Linked DNA regions of Triticum aestivum: region 2 is linked to region 1. The links are chromatin contacts, called in public Hi-C maps. All regions are on one chromosome and are shown on one strand. The core of a region is the stretch at or near the end of the contact, and the rest is flanking DNA. Distances in the headings are between cores, read along the strand shown. Region 1 holds the start of LOC123127645 (probable alpha-galactosidase B). Region 2 holds the start of LOC123130666 (chitinase 6).

The links. Hi-C and Micro-C count contacts between places; a contact is called where the count stands out from the background.
Region 2: a contact with region 1 is called in a Hi-C map of leaf, with 6 times the contacts expected there. The contact joins the promoter of LOC123130666 here to the promoter of LOC123127645 in region 1. A contact is called at or near these places in 2 of 5 Hi-C or Micro-C datasets (both in leaf).

The regions. Positions count from the first base shown.
Region 1 is chr6A:399,837,089-399,843,293 of IWGSC CS RefSeq v2.1, reverse strand. LOC123127645 (probable alpha-galactosidase B) reads left to right here and starts at 2,355. Exons shown (of 14, transcript XM_044547409.1): 1 at 2,355-2,607; 2 at 3,503-3,650; 3 at 3,773-4,030; 4 at 4,379-4,553; 5 at 4,710-4,771; 6 at 4,858-5,021; 7 at 5,137-5,234; 8 at 5,867-5,925; 9 at 6,004-6,138. The coding sequence starts at 2,519.
Region 2 is chr6A:400,475,793-400,481,997 of IWGSC CS RefSeq v2.1, reverse strand. It overlaps LOC123130666 (chitinase 6), which reads left to right and starts at 2,346. Exons shown (of 2, transcript XM_044550497.1): 1 at 2,346-2,800; 2 at 2,908-3,546. The coding sequence starts at 2,398. The coding sequence ends at 3,320.

The DNA.
Region 1 (6,205 bases), core at 1,106-3,605:
GCCCGTGCGCCTTGGCTTCCCTGCATGCAGCTAGCCTGCTCATGCATGCGCACTGACTGCTCCACTAATTGCTCTGCCATGCAACGGATTGGCTAGCTGGAAGGGGCAAAGTTGGAAGGAAACGGAGAAATAGGCTAGCGCGCAGAACAATTAGGAAAAAAGAGAAAAACTTAGACGCAAAGTAATAAGAAACAAAGGGAGTAATAAAGAACGTGAAAATAAAATTTACGTGTTGTTTTAATAAAAGAATAATAAAGTAAATATAGCGAGTGTGGGAAAGTGGTGGTACGATGTGTGGAATTATCCCTATGCAATTGATAACTATACCGATAATCGTCATTGTAGTTTTATATGTGGGAGAGGCCTCTGCTAGCATGTCATCCCTTACTTGAAATTTTATGCACCTATGATTAGAACTATTAGCAAGCATCCGCAAATACTAGCAAGTTCATTAAGGTAAACTCAACCATAGCATTAAGACAAATTGCCCCCTTCATCCCATATGCACGACTCACAAACTAGGGTTTAGATTTATATCACTCCCGCAACCCGCCATAAGCAAATCATTACATATTGCAACACCCTATAGTGTAATCCATTTACGTGTGCGCTATGGCAACCAAATGATAACAATAAAATAAAACATACAACTTAAACCAATCATGATCACCAATTAACCTATATGACAAAAGTAAACTACTAAGACATAACAGCAATGAGACAAATCATTAGATAACAATTTATAGCATCAAAAAAACATGTTCAAGTAGGGGGTTACAGCGGGTTGCGGGAGAGTGGACCGCTGAATATAGAGGGAGGAAGGTGATGGACGTGTTGATGAAGACGATGAAGTTGATGGAGATGGGCGCTGTGACGATGGTTCCCTCGCTGACGCTCCGGCACCACTGGAGGAGAGGGGGGAGAGCCCCCTCCTTCTTCTTCCTTGGCCTCTTCCCTATATGGGGAGAGGATTCCCTCTTTGGTCCTTGGCTGCCATGGCTCCCAGAGGGAGGGAGCCCCTCCGAGACTGAATATCTCTCTCTCTCTCTCTCTCCCTCTCTCTCTTCGCTACTGTTTTCTGTCCGAACATTGTTTTTTAAATATCCAGAGATCCGTAACTCTGATCAGGTTGAAATTTTGAGGGCTTTTTCTTCCATAAAATTAGCTTTCTTGCCCCTTGCTTCTCCACTAAGTTGCTCTACCAGGCTATTGCCACCTCTCCTGGTCCGGAGCCCCTTGCGAAAATTTGGTCCATTAGACTCTCGCTTAAGATTAAGATATTTGTATGGCAACAGATTCGTGGTTGGGTACTTTCAGGGGTGGAGGTACTCAAACACAATGGTCCCGGGGATAGAATTTGTCCGTTGTGCAAGATCGTGGAAGATTCCAACCACATCTTCTTCGTTTGCATGACAACACAATTCCTTTGGAGATGTTTCAGAGAAGTGGTTGGTGGGAGATGGTGTAACACCAACTTCCCAGACCTTTTCGAGGAACTTCGTAAATCCGCACGTGGGACCCTCCACGTGGTTGGGCATTACGGTTCTTGTGTGGACTCTATGGTCGATTCATAATAAGCTTGTGATTAAGTGTGCCCCTCTTCGTCAACTGACTGATGCTATCTACAAAATGTGCGGCTACTTGCAGCTATGGAAGCCACTTAGCCGTGGTCCGGAGAGGGATGCCATCGGCATATTCACTGCAGATCTGCAGGCGTTGGCTCTTCGTTTGGCACCGCCGCTACCAGCACCACCTCATGAGCCGCATTAGTCCCTGGGACTCACAGCGGCCGCGGCCGCTGCTTATTTATTGTGTACTTTTCAGGGCTTGTTGAACTGTGCCCTCGGCAAAACCCTTTCATACTATGTCCGTGTGCTACTTTGTGTTGTGTGGTGTGGTGTTTCTATATGAACTTATTTGGCTCTAGTGGTTTGCTTTATATATAAAGCGGGTCAAAAGCCTTTTTTAGTAAGAATCCACCCGCCACATAGAGCTTGGAGGGAAAAATGACGACTTTGGTTTCGCTCATGAGTTAAAGGGGGTTAAATATGGTGACCGATTCGGCAAGAGGTGACCCAATTCCTCCCACCGCTTTTACGAAAACACACGCGAGTTTGCGCCATCCCTCTGCTAGCATGAGCTCGACGCCGCGTTTCCCTCCCCTACACACGACGAGCCTAACTGAGAGGAAACGGCTGATTCTACCGTTCCTCCTAACGAGCCTGCTTGGGAGATGTTGTAAAGGTTCATATCAGCCTAAATTTCAATGCAATTCAACAACCAAACAGACCCAAATTACATCACATGCACCATACACGCCACAATTCTCACACCTGGAACGGCACACGTACCACACCGCATCGCGCAGCACGACACGACATTCCCTCTGTGCCCCACCATAGGGAGTCCCAACTCCCAACCTCCACCTGCATCAATCATCGCTCGTCCATCACCACCGTGCCGCCTGTGCCTCTCCACTCCACTCCACTCTGCTCAGCTCACCTCCATAAGGTTTGGCATGGAACTGGGACTGGGAGCTCCAACTTCTCCGCCGCCATGGCGTGGCCATCTCCTCTTGCGCGCGCTCGTCATCTTCCTCTGCCTCTGGTCAGTGCGGCTCCCATCTCGTCCGGTAACCTGGATGCGTCAGAACGATGCGCTTTTCGTGGCGTTTCTTGCGTGTTTTACTAATTTATTTCGCCGCATCTGAGTGACACTCCCGCACAACTAGCATCTTTTTAGGCGGAATGCTTTCTCTTCTGTTTGGGTCCCAAATATTTCCAGAGCTCTCTAGTGTACGCCCCCTTCGGTTATTATTGGGTTGATTCGAGATTTCCTACTGCGCATCTGATTGTCGACAAGATTGTGTTGTTCTTAGATTATTATAGGCTTCAAATCTCTCTTCCTCCTTTTTAACGAAAAACAGTAGGGAAATACATCTCTCGGTTTTGTGTTGTGCCATGATATGGAATAATTTAGCACAACATGTGGGACACCAATTCCGGCTCAAAAACAAAATTGGGAAAAAGCAGATCCTAAATGATCCTAAGCCACATACCACTTTGGTTATAAAGCTCCTGCAGTTTTCTTTTAGGAGATTATGGAGAAAAGGAGGATGGCTGCATCACTGATATGTGAATGTTTCTTCTTCTCTGACACAGTCTGTTTGCTCCTGTTGATCAAGATTTCACCTCTGTTTATTTATGTCGCATTATTCCTCCTTGCATTTATTAATGACTTTCTAGAAGATTATTCAAATAAATTAACGCCATATACATTTCTCCGTTGTTGTCTACTCATTTCTGTTCCAGTCTAAAGTAACATAATTGTATGAATGTGAAACAAGTACTCCCTCTGTAAACTAATACTATAAGACCGTTTACAAGATAAGTGTTGAGAAGAAAATATTCTCTTTGGACAATACTTTTTAATCGTGTGACAGCCAAACAGACTATAAACTGAAGAGAAATGACTCCAGTTAGTTCATACTGAACATTTTCAGGGTTACATCTGAGGCAAATGAACAACATGTGGAACTACCACCAAGAGGATGGAATTCCTATGATTCTTTTTCTTGGACGGTTGATGAAAATGCATACTTGCAAAATGCAAAGATTTTGGCAGAAAAGTTACTACCACATGGATATCAGGTTGTCTACCAGTTTTTTTTTTTTTTTGCGAAACCAGAATTCTTTTACTTGGTACTTAATGGCATAAGAGAATATGAACACCGATAATTCTGATTAACTTTCTGTTTGTTATCTACTGGTAGTATGCAGTTATTGATTACCTGTGGTACCGGAGGTATGTTGATGGGGCATATACAGATTCGTATGGGTTTGACAACATTGATGAGTGGGGTCGACCGTTTCCTGACCTCCAAAGATTTCCATCATCCAAATATGATAAAGGGTTCAGTCAAATTGCCAATAAGGTTCATGAGATGGGCTTGAAATTCGGCATCCATTTAATGAAAGGAATAAGTACACAGGCTGTTAATGCGAACACACCCATCTTGGATATTGAGACGGTATGCCTCCTTTGAATTGCTATTATACTACAAATATTGTTGTTTCAGAATTATCTGTTACTGTAACAGAAGACAAATGACAATTCTTGACCATGCGTTGCAATCTACAAATTTATTTGTGAAATGAAATGAAGAGATATGATACCTCCATGGATTTCAAGGGTCTATCATACTGTATCTACCATACTGTTATAGACATATTATTAAAAGGAGGCACTAATGTGCTTTGTCAAATGATGCTGTCCTTAGGAGAGCATTTATTGTTGTCCATAAATCATTTTCTGCGTACTTCAAAGAATGCCATAGAACTTCATTTATTATTGTTAAGTGTCTTCTTATCCTTTTCAGGGAAAACCCTATGTAGAGAACGGTCGGCAATGGGCAGCTCGTGACATTGGCCTGACCCATAAAACATGTGCATGGATGCCACATGGATTTATGAGTGTAAATACGAATATTGGAGCTGGACGGGCCTTCTTAAGATCTCTTTACCGACAGTATGCGGATTGGGGTGTTGATTTTGGTATGCTATTTCTAAATCTGTACTTTTCGCTAGTTAGATTATCCTTGTGACAATATGGTATGGTAGAGAGCTCCCACCTTGGGAGTAGTTGACATTTCTTAAGCGTTGACATAACTTGAGTTTGACGAGATTATTCCATATGTACCATTCCTGCAGTGAAGGTTGATTGTATCTTCGGTACTGATTATAGCCCGGAAGAAGTAATAACTATTTCGCAGGTAAATAACTTCGCATCCTAGAGTTAATTACACAAGTCCCGTTGAAATTGGTGCACCTTCAGAATCAGTTGATTCTCCCATTGCAGCTCCTGCAAGAGCTTGACCGCCCAATAGTACTGTCCATCTCACCAGGAACTGAAGTCACTGTACCATTAGCTGAAAACATCAGTGAACATGTTAATATGTATAGGATAACAGGAGATGATTGGGACAACTGGAAAGATGTTAGTTCACATTTTACTGTGTCAAGGTAAATCAAAACAGATATTCTCTGTATATCCATTATATACTCCTTATTTCTGTATTCAGTTTTTTTTAATATTCTCTGGTAAATAAGAACTTATTTGTTTGCATATTGCGCACAGTGCCTTCGCTGCTGCGAATAAGATCGGGGCCACTGGATTACGAGGAAAATCTTGGCCAGATTTAGACATGCTTCCATTTGGCTGGCTAACTGATCCGGGTAACGATTTGTATCTTTACTTTACTATCATAATAATTGTGATTCCCCTTGCCCCCTGTGGCTGCTAATCAAGATGCTAAGTCACTTACCTTGCCAAAAGAAGAAGCTGTAAATAATTGTCTTAGTACGCTAGATAAGAACTGTACAATGCAGCATTACTCATGCTGCTTTTTTGTTCTACACCAACTCAATATTTAGTTGCGTCTATTGGATCGGTACTGTAGATTATGTGTATCTCTGCTTGCTAGTTTTCATCGATTGGGACCAGGATGACAAATCATGTCTTAAAACTTCATAAATATACCTGGAATATGACATGTCTCATTCAATATACTTAGTTTTGAAAAATTTCAACTAACTTTATCTTAATTCCTGAACTATAACTTATAACTTATGCACTAGTTTTCGTTGAAAAAGGAAAATTAGCTTGTAGCATCACAAAATTGTGTAAACTCGAAAATATCCAGTGTGAGGCTTATATGTAGGGCCTGATGCCACATCTCAGTGACACATCGATGCTGTTTTCCAACTCATGTGATGTTCTGATATTTTCTGTGGTACTGAACAAATTGCTGGTTCCATGAAGTGGTTTTATAACTATTAACATACCTTTTTTCCCTTTAATAAGACAGGTGTCAATCAGGGCCCTCATAGGCCGTGTAACCTTACATTTGATGAACAGAAAGCACAGGTTTGCACTTGGTGATTTTCATGCCTGTTTTTCATTTTGTTTTATCCACTGAAATCTTTTTTTCATATGACCTTGCAGATGACACTTTGGTCAATGGCTAAGTCGCCTCTCATATATGGAGGAGATCTGAGACATCTCGACAATAGTACATTCAGCATTATGACGAATCCTACTCTATTGAAGATAAATTACTACAGTAAAAATAACATGGAGGTACCTGCATTTTAGGATTCTTATTACAACAATATGTACACTTACATGGTCAATAAGCCGAGCTGTT
Region 2 (6,205 bases), core at 1,097-3,596, 640 kb before region 1:
GGAAGAATTTATGAGATCCCGAATAATTTTGTGTGCGTTTTATAAACTTCTTCTTCTTTATTCATTCATAAGTAAACTAGCATTGTTTACAAGTAAAGGAATACCCTCATTAGGGGCGTTATCCATCCAAACACTTAGAGAAGAAAACCTAGCTAACCTTACTAGTACATGAGCTACTCGATTACGTTCCCTATTACAATGATCATAAGTGACATGGAAAAACCTAATGACAAGAAATAACAATCACTATAATGGATGAAGCGACTGAAGAAGAGTAGCCTTGGCTCAACGCATGCATCACCTCCACACTATTCGAATTCACTCCAATCTTACTGCATCCGGCGGTATTAGTAAGATCCAAACAAAACCTCACTGCAATTGCTTCTGCTGTGAACGAGTCGAAGCAAAGGTCCATCTTTTCATTAGCAGCCGCTATAAATTCCCCCCTATGGTTCCGGATAACCGCTCCAAATGTTGCTGCGAGTGTGTCACTATCAAATACCGCGTCAACATTTAATTTCACGTAACCATACTTTGGTTTCACCCAAGCATCTGAACAGATGTGAGCCTTTGGGCTATAAGAGATGGTATAATTTGCTACTAAGCCTCTCATTGACATATTGATTTGATATGCACTTTGAGTTTCTTCGTCATGTGTCAATTTTCACCTTTCATACCACAAATATCAAGTCGTTGTTGCCATCGTTTCTCTGAACTTCGGCAAGCCCAACACTTGAATTTGTTGTTCTGAAAGACACAAAAGATGTGCCAACACAAGCTTATCTGCCTTGTCAACTTTCAGTGCATGTTTGATAACAAGCTCAAGACCGAGCATCTTCCACACGTCCATTGTCAATTTGCATTCGAACAACATATGTCTTATGTCATCAGGCCCCTGTTACAGGCTGGACAACTCGAATTTATTTTCAAGTGCTTATTAGCCAGGATAGATCGACAGGGAATAGCACTCTGGAGCGCGTGCCACATAAATATTTTTATTTTTTCTGGGCAGACTAAGTTCCATACTGAGGCCCATGTATAAGATGGGTTTGAACCTCCAGCCGTTAATTCCAACTTGTGCCCAAATTAAAATTCCCATTCTGTATGACATGCAGATCGCACCGTGAAAGTCCCTGACTTAGACATGTTCCATGCCAGAAAATCTGTCATCTCATGTAATGATAGTGGAATGGCCAAAATCCTTCATGTATATATTTTGTGTGTTTACGAAACTGCTGGAGAGTTTTCTTTTGTCTATTTTCTCATAAAACCAGACTTTTCTTTCGGATACGAAGCAACTCTGACTGTTTGGCAGTGCCGGAGACCGAAGAGGCAAGCGGCGATTATCAAAAAAAGAAAGAAAAGCTGACTTCCCTCACGGCCTCACCAAAGTCAGGCTGGCCAGTTTGCTGGAAACTCATAACGGTACGTGCCGAGTCAAACATTACCACCGTGTCACGTAGGGCAAGCATGAAATTTCAGCGGCTGCGTTTTTTCAGCACTAATTGTCAACCATGACAACCCCAGCCCTAACCCACCGAGTGATGGGCTGAAGATGTATGGTAGCCGTATCTCTCTGGAACAAAGGTACACTTATCTTACTCCCTCCATTTCACAATGTAGTGCTTCCTCTATTCCCGTGTTTTAACTTTGACCGTAAATTTAACTACCAAAACCGATTGTGCTGAGAGCAAAAATTATATTAGCGAATTCGTATTCGAAAGAAGTTTTCAATTATATAATTTTTTCTCCCGCCGCAGTTTGTCTTGTTGGTTAAATTTATGGTCAAAGTTGAATCTCGAAAAGCACGGTCGCACTATATTTTGAAATGGAGGGAGTACTCATCAGTATTGGCCGTCGCCTGTCGCATCAGGAAACCCACGACCGTTCCCGGCGAGCTGCCGTCCAGCCTTTTCTTTTCGTATCAATTTTGCTTGTACGTAACGGGGAAAGCAACCGGTTGCTATTGCAGTCGTGACGCCCTCTCCTCCACGGCAAAATGCAGCAGCCGGATGCTTATTTTGGCTAGTCCGACCTATTTTTAGGACGCTTCTCTTCTCTATATGCTGGGGAGTCTGTGGCTCGCAGGCTGCTCATCATAGAAAAAAAAGAACGTGAAACGCAGGCTGCGTACGCTGCTGGAGTGAAGCTCGCAAACGTAGACGCGGTTGACGTTCACGTACCAATTCGCAACGTGCACGCGCCGACTGCAGTTTGACCAAGCCCTCGTTGGACTTGGAAGAAAATGGTCAGACGCTCACACAAAGGGGTCACGTCAGTCACTCCCCCCGGGCCATCCGGAGAACCCTATATAAACAGCAGCGAACCATCGGAAGCTTGACATCGATCACACGGGCTAGCCACAGAGCAACGAACTCGGGTCATCAGCAACGAACCATGGCGCGGGTGCTGGCTCTCGGCGCCGCCGCGGCTTTCCTCCTCCTGGCAGTGGCATCGACCATGGCGGCCGCGCAGAACTGCGGGTGCGCCGCGACCGAGTGCTGCAGCCGCTGGGGGTTCTGCGGCACCACCGGCGAGTACTGCGGCACGGGCTGCCGCTCGGGCCCCTGCACCGTGCCCGTCACCAACAACGTGTCCGTGCCCGCCATCGTCACGCCGGCCTTCTTCGGCGCGCTCGTCGCCCAGGCCGCCGACGACTGCGCCGCCAAGGGCTTCTACACCCGCGACGCCTTCCTCACGGCGCTCGGCGGCTACCCCGCTTTCGGCCGCACCGGCTCCGACGACGACTCCAAGCGCGAGATCGCCGCCTTCTTCGCCCACGTCAACCACGAGACCATAAGTAAGCTCACCACGCACGCCGACAGTTCACCACGCTTATATATATATATATATGTAGCCCCGAGCCCTGACCATGATGAGCTTGTACTACTACGAAATGATTTGCAGAGTTCTGCTACATCGACGAGATCAACGGGCCGAGCAAGAACTACTGCGACCCGACGAACGCGGAGTGGACGTGCGCCGCCGGGAAGGGCTACTACGGCCGCGGGCCGCTGCAGATCTCGTGGAACTACAACTACGGGGCGGCGGGGCAGAGCCTCGGCTTCGACGGGCTCAACGACCCGGACGCGGTGGCGCGGAGCCCCGTCCTGGCGTTCCAAGCGGCGCTCTGGTACTGGATGAACAGCGTGCACGACATCATCGTCTCCGGCCAGGGGTTCGGCGCCACCATCAGGGCCATCAACGGCGCGCTCGAGTGCAACGGCAAGAACCCCAGCGCCGTCAACGACCGCGTCGCCTTCTACAAGCAGTTCTGCCAGCAGTTCGGCGTCGACCCGGGGACCAGCCTCACCTGCTAATTAAGCTCACTGTTTAGGACATCGCGTGGACTTGGTTGTGGCATATGTGCGTGCATCTGATTCGGACAGACATATTCAGGATAAGATTGCTTTCGGATTTGACACTATACTTCTTAATTTGATAATTTTTGGACGCCGATATTGACCTGACGTTCGGTCTGGCGACCACCCACCAAAGGTTCATCATCAGGAAAGAAGCTATCGATCGAACGAGATCGTTCCATTCGGTCTTCTTGTAGCGCAAACACGAAGCCTTAGGTACATGACTTTAAATACGTAAAACAAAAATACAAATAAAAGCAATGATTTCTATACTAAAAAATCCCATGAAGTTCAGCATGGATCCGATGAAAAAATGGCTTAAAAACTATATTTACAAAAAAAAGGCACTTAGAGTAGAGAAAACAAAAACTAAAAAAATGGCATGCATGAAAAATGTCATTCAAACTTAAGTTGCCAATGTGTTTTCATGATATGATGCAAAAAAAAGAAGGAATAAAAATGTAAAAAAAAAAGAGTGTCATGATAACAAAATTGACGTAGTGTGTTTAAATTTGCCATGGTGTTCAAAAAATTGAAATGTGCCATGGTGCAAAAAAGAAAAATTGTGACGCTATGAAAATAAATTGCCATGGTACAAAAGTAAAAGAAAAGGAGGGTAGACGTGGCACAGTGATGAAGTCCTCCTCACTTGTGCCAAGAGGTCCTAGGTTCGAACCAGTCTCTCTGCATTGCAATGTAGCAGGGGTAAGACTAGCACTGGCGGAGCTTCGTGAGGGCAAAAGCGTGCCATGGCCCGCCCAGCCCCAGCAGGTAATACGTACATATACTACTTACAGCCCAGCCCACGACTGCATCTCTCGCTCGCAGCACCACCTCGTCACGCTTCTCTCCTTCGCATGCAGCCACGATCGCTCTATGCCCTCCCCCCCTCGATTCCTCATCTTATACAGCAGAGTGCAGAGTAGCTGACTGATACTAGTGCATGGGTCACGCGTGCAGCCGCGCGAAGGGCCAGAGAGAGGTGGCCGGGAGCCGTGAGGGTCGAGCTCCCAGTCCCACCATCACAACGAGTAGCAGGTTCGAGCCCATACCCCAGGCGGGTCCCTAGCAGGGGCCAGCTGGGGGATGAGCACCGCTACATAGGCACATCATTGTTGTTGTTCAGGGTTCAGTAGAGTTTTAGGTGTTGAAAGTTTCAGTTTCGACTGTAGCTACATTTCTTTAGTTTCGTCAGAAATAACCGAGCTGCGACTCGACCGTAGCTAGCTAGGATTGCGGCACCCTGACCCGATCATGGAATCGCACGATGAAACGGTCATGGTGCCATGACATGCGACGAGCAGGGAGTACTGGGATGGCGGTACTCACGACCCGAACATGCCTGTTTTTTCGTTTTCCGTTGAAGTCTGTAACGACTGAATAAAAGAAGAGAAACAGTAAAGCTACATATAGTTCGCAGAGCAAAGACCTCCCTCTCTCGTGTGCTCACTCTTTCTTCCATAACTCTGGTGATCGCCGGAGTTCCAGCTTGGCAGGGTTCGTCCGGTAATCACTACATAATTGCCATGGACAACAAGGCTAATCAACGCAGAGATTTGATTCTCAATAGAAAAAGAGATGATGTGATTACATATGAAGTTTAGGAAGACTTCTGAGCAGCAGCTCATCATCCTTTGCTTGAGTTGATTTTTTTTGTGTGTTTTCTTTTATCTTGGCCCGCCCAGGATTTTTTTTTGTAGCTCCGCCACTGAAGACTAGGTTCCTGTAATCCCTCCCCACACACCACCTTGTGTTGGAGTTTCTATGCATTGGGTCTGTCCTTTTACAAAAGTAAAAGAAAAAATTGCCGTGATAGATAATGAAAAACAAGATACCATGGGTTGTTTTAGTAAGATTTGCCATGGTTTAAAAAAATAAATTCGCCATCGTATTTAAAAGCAAATCTTGCCATGCTCAAAAGATTATTTTCAAAGGCAGAAAAAGGAAAATAGCCGTGCCAATTTGCATTTGTATAAGGTGGCAAAAATGTTGGTTAAAGTGTACCATTTTTTTAGTAATAATTTCCATGTTTCATAAAAGTAAATTTACCATGGTCCATGGAAAAGATTTTCCATGAACATTGAAAAAGTGAACTTGCCATGGATGTAAAGTACATTTACCATGGCAATAAAAGGATGAATGTCATGAAAAATTAAAAGGTAAATTTTCCATGAGTGATAAAAATTAATTTTCCATGTATGTGAAAGTAAAATTGCCGTGGAGAATATAGCAAAATTCTCCATGAAAAAATAAATTAATATCTGACATGTCACTAAAAGTAAAATTGCCATGGCAAAAGTAGACTAAACTTTGCCATGGAAAATGAAGTAAATTTTCCATGGAAAATGAAGTAAGTCTGCCATGCTACAAAATAAATTTGACATGTTCTTATAAGGAAAAATTCTTATGAAGATGAAATTTTCATATATTTATCGCGTGACTATTCTAAAAAAATGTTTGAAATTATGCTACGAGGTACGAGACACACTTTGGCATTGTCCAAAAAGAAAGAAAAAAGTTGCCACGGTCGATTACGTGAATTCGCCAGGGACCATAGAAAAAAAGAAGGTCGACATTGTCATAAAAAAAGGAAATTTGCATGGGCCATGAAGTGAATTTGCCATGGGCCATAAAACTGAATTTGCCATGACAAGTTTTTTTTATAAAACTGAGCCTTGTAAAAAAGTGTGGTTGTGGCATGGCAAGGGTTGTATTGGTGAAATGGCAAAGTCTATATTGATGACATGGCAACAACTAAAAACTATTGCCATGATAAAAGCTATAGATTTTCCATAAACGATTGAAAAAGTAAATTTGCCATGGATGTAAAGTACATTTAATAA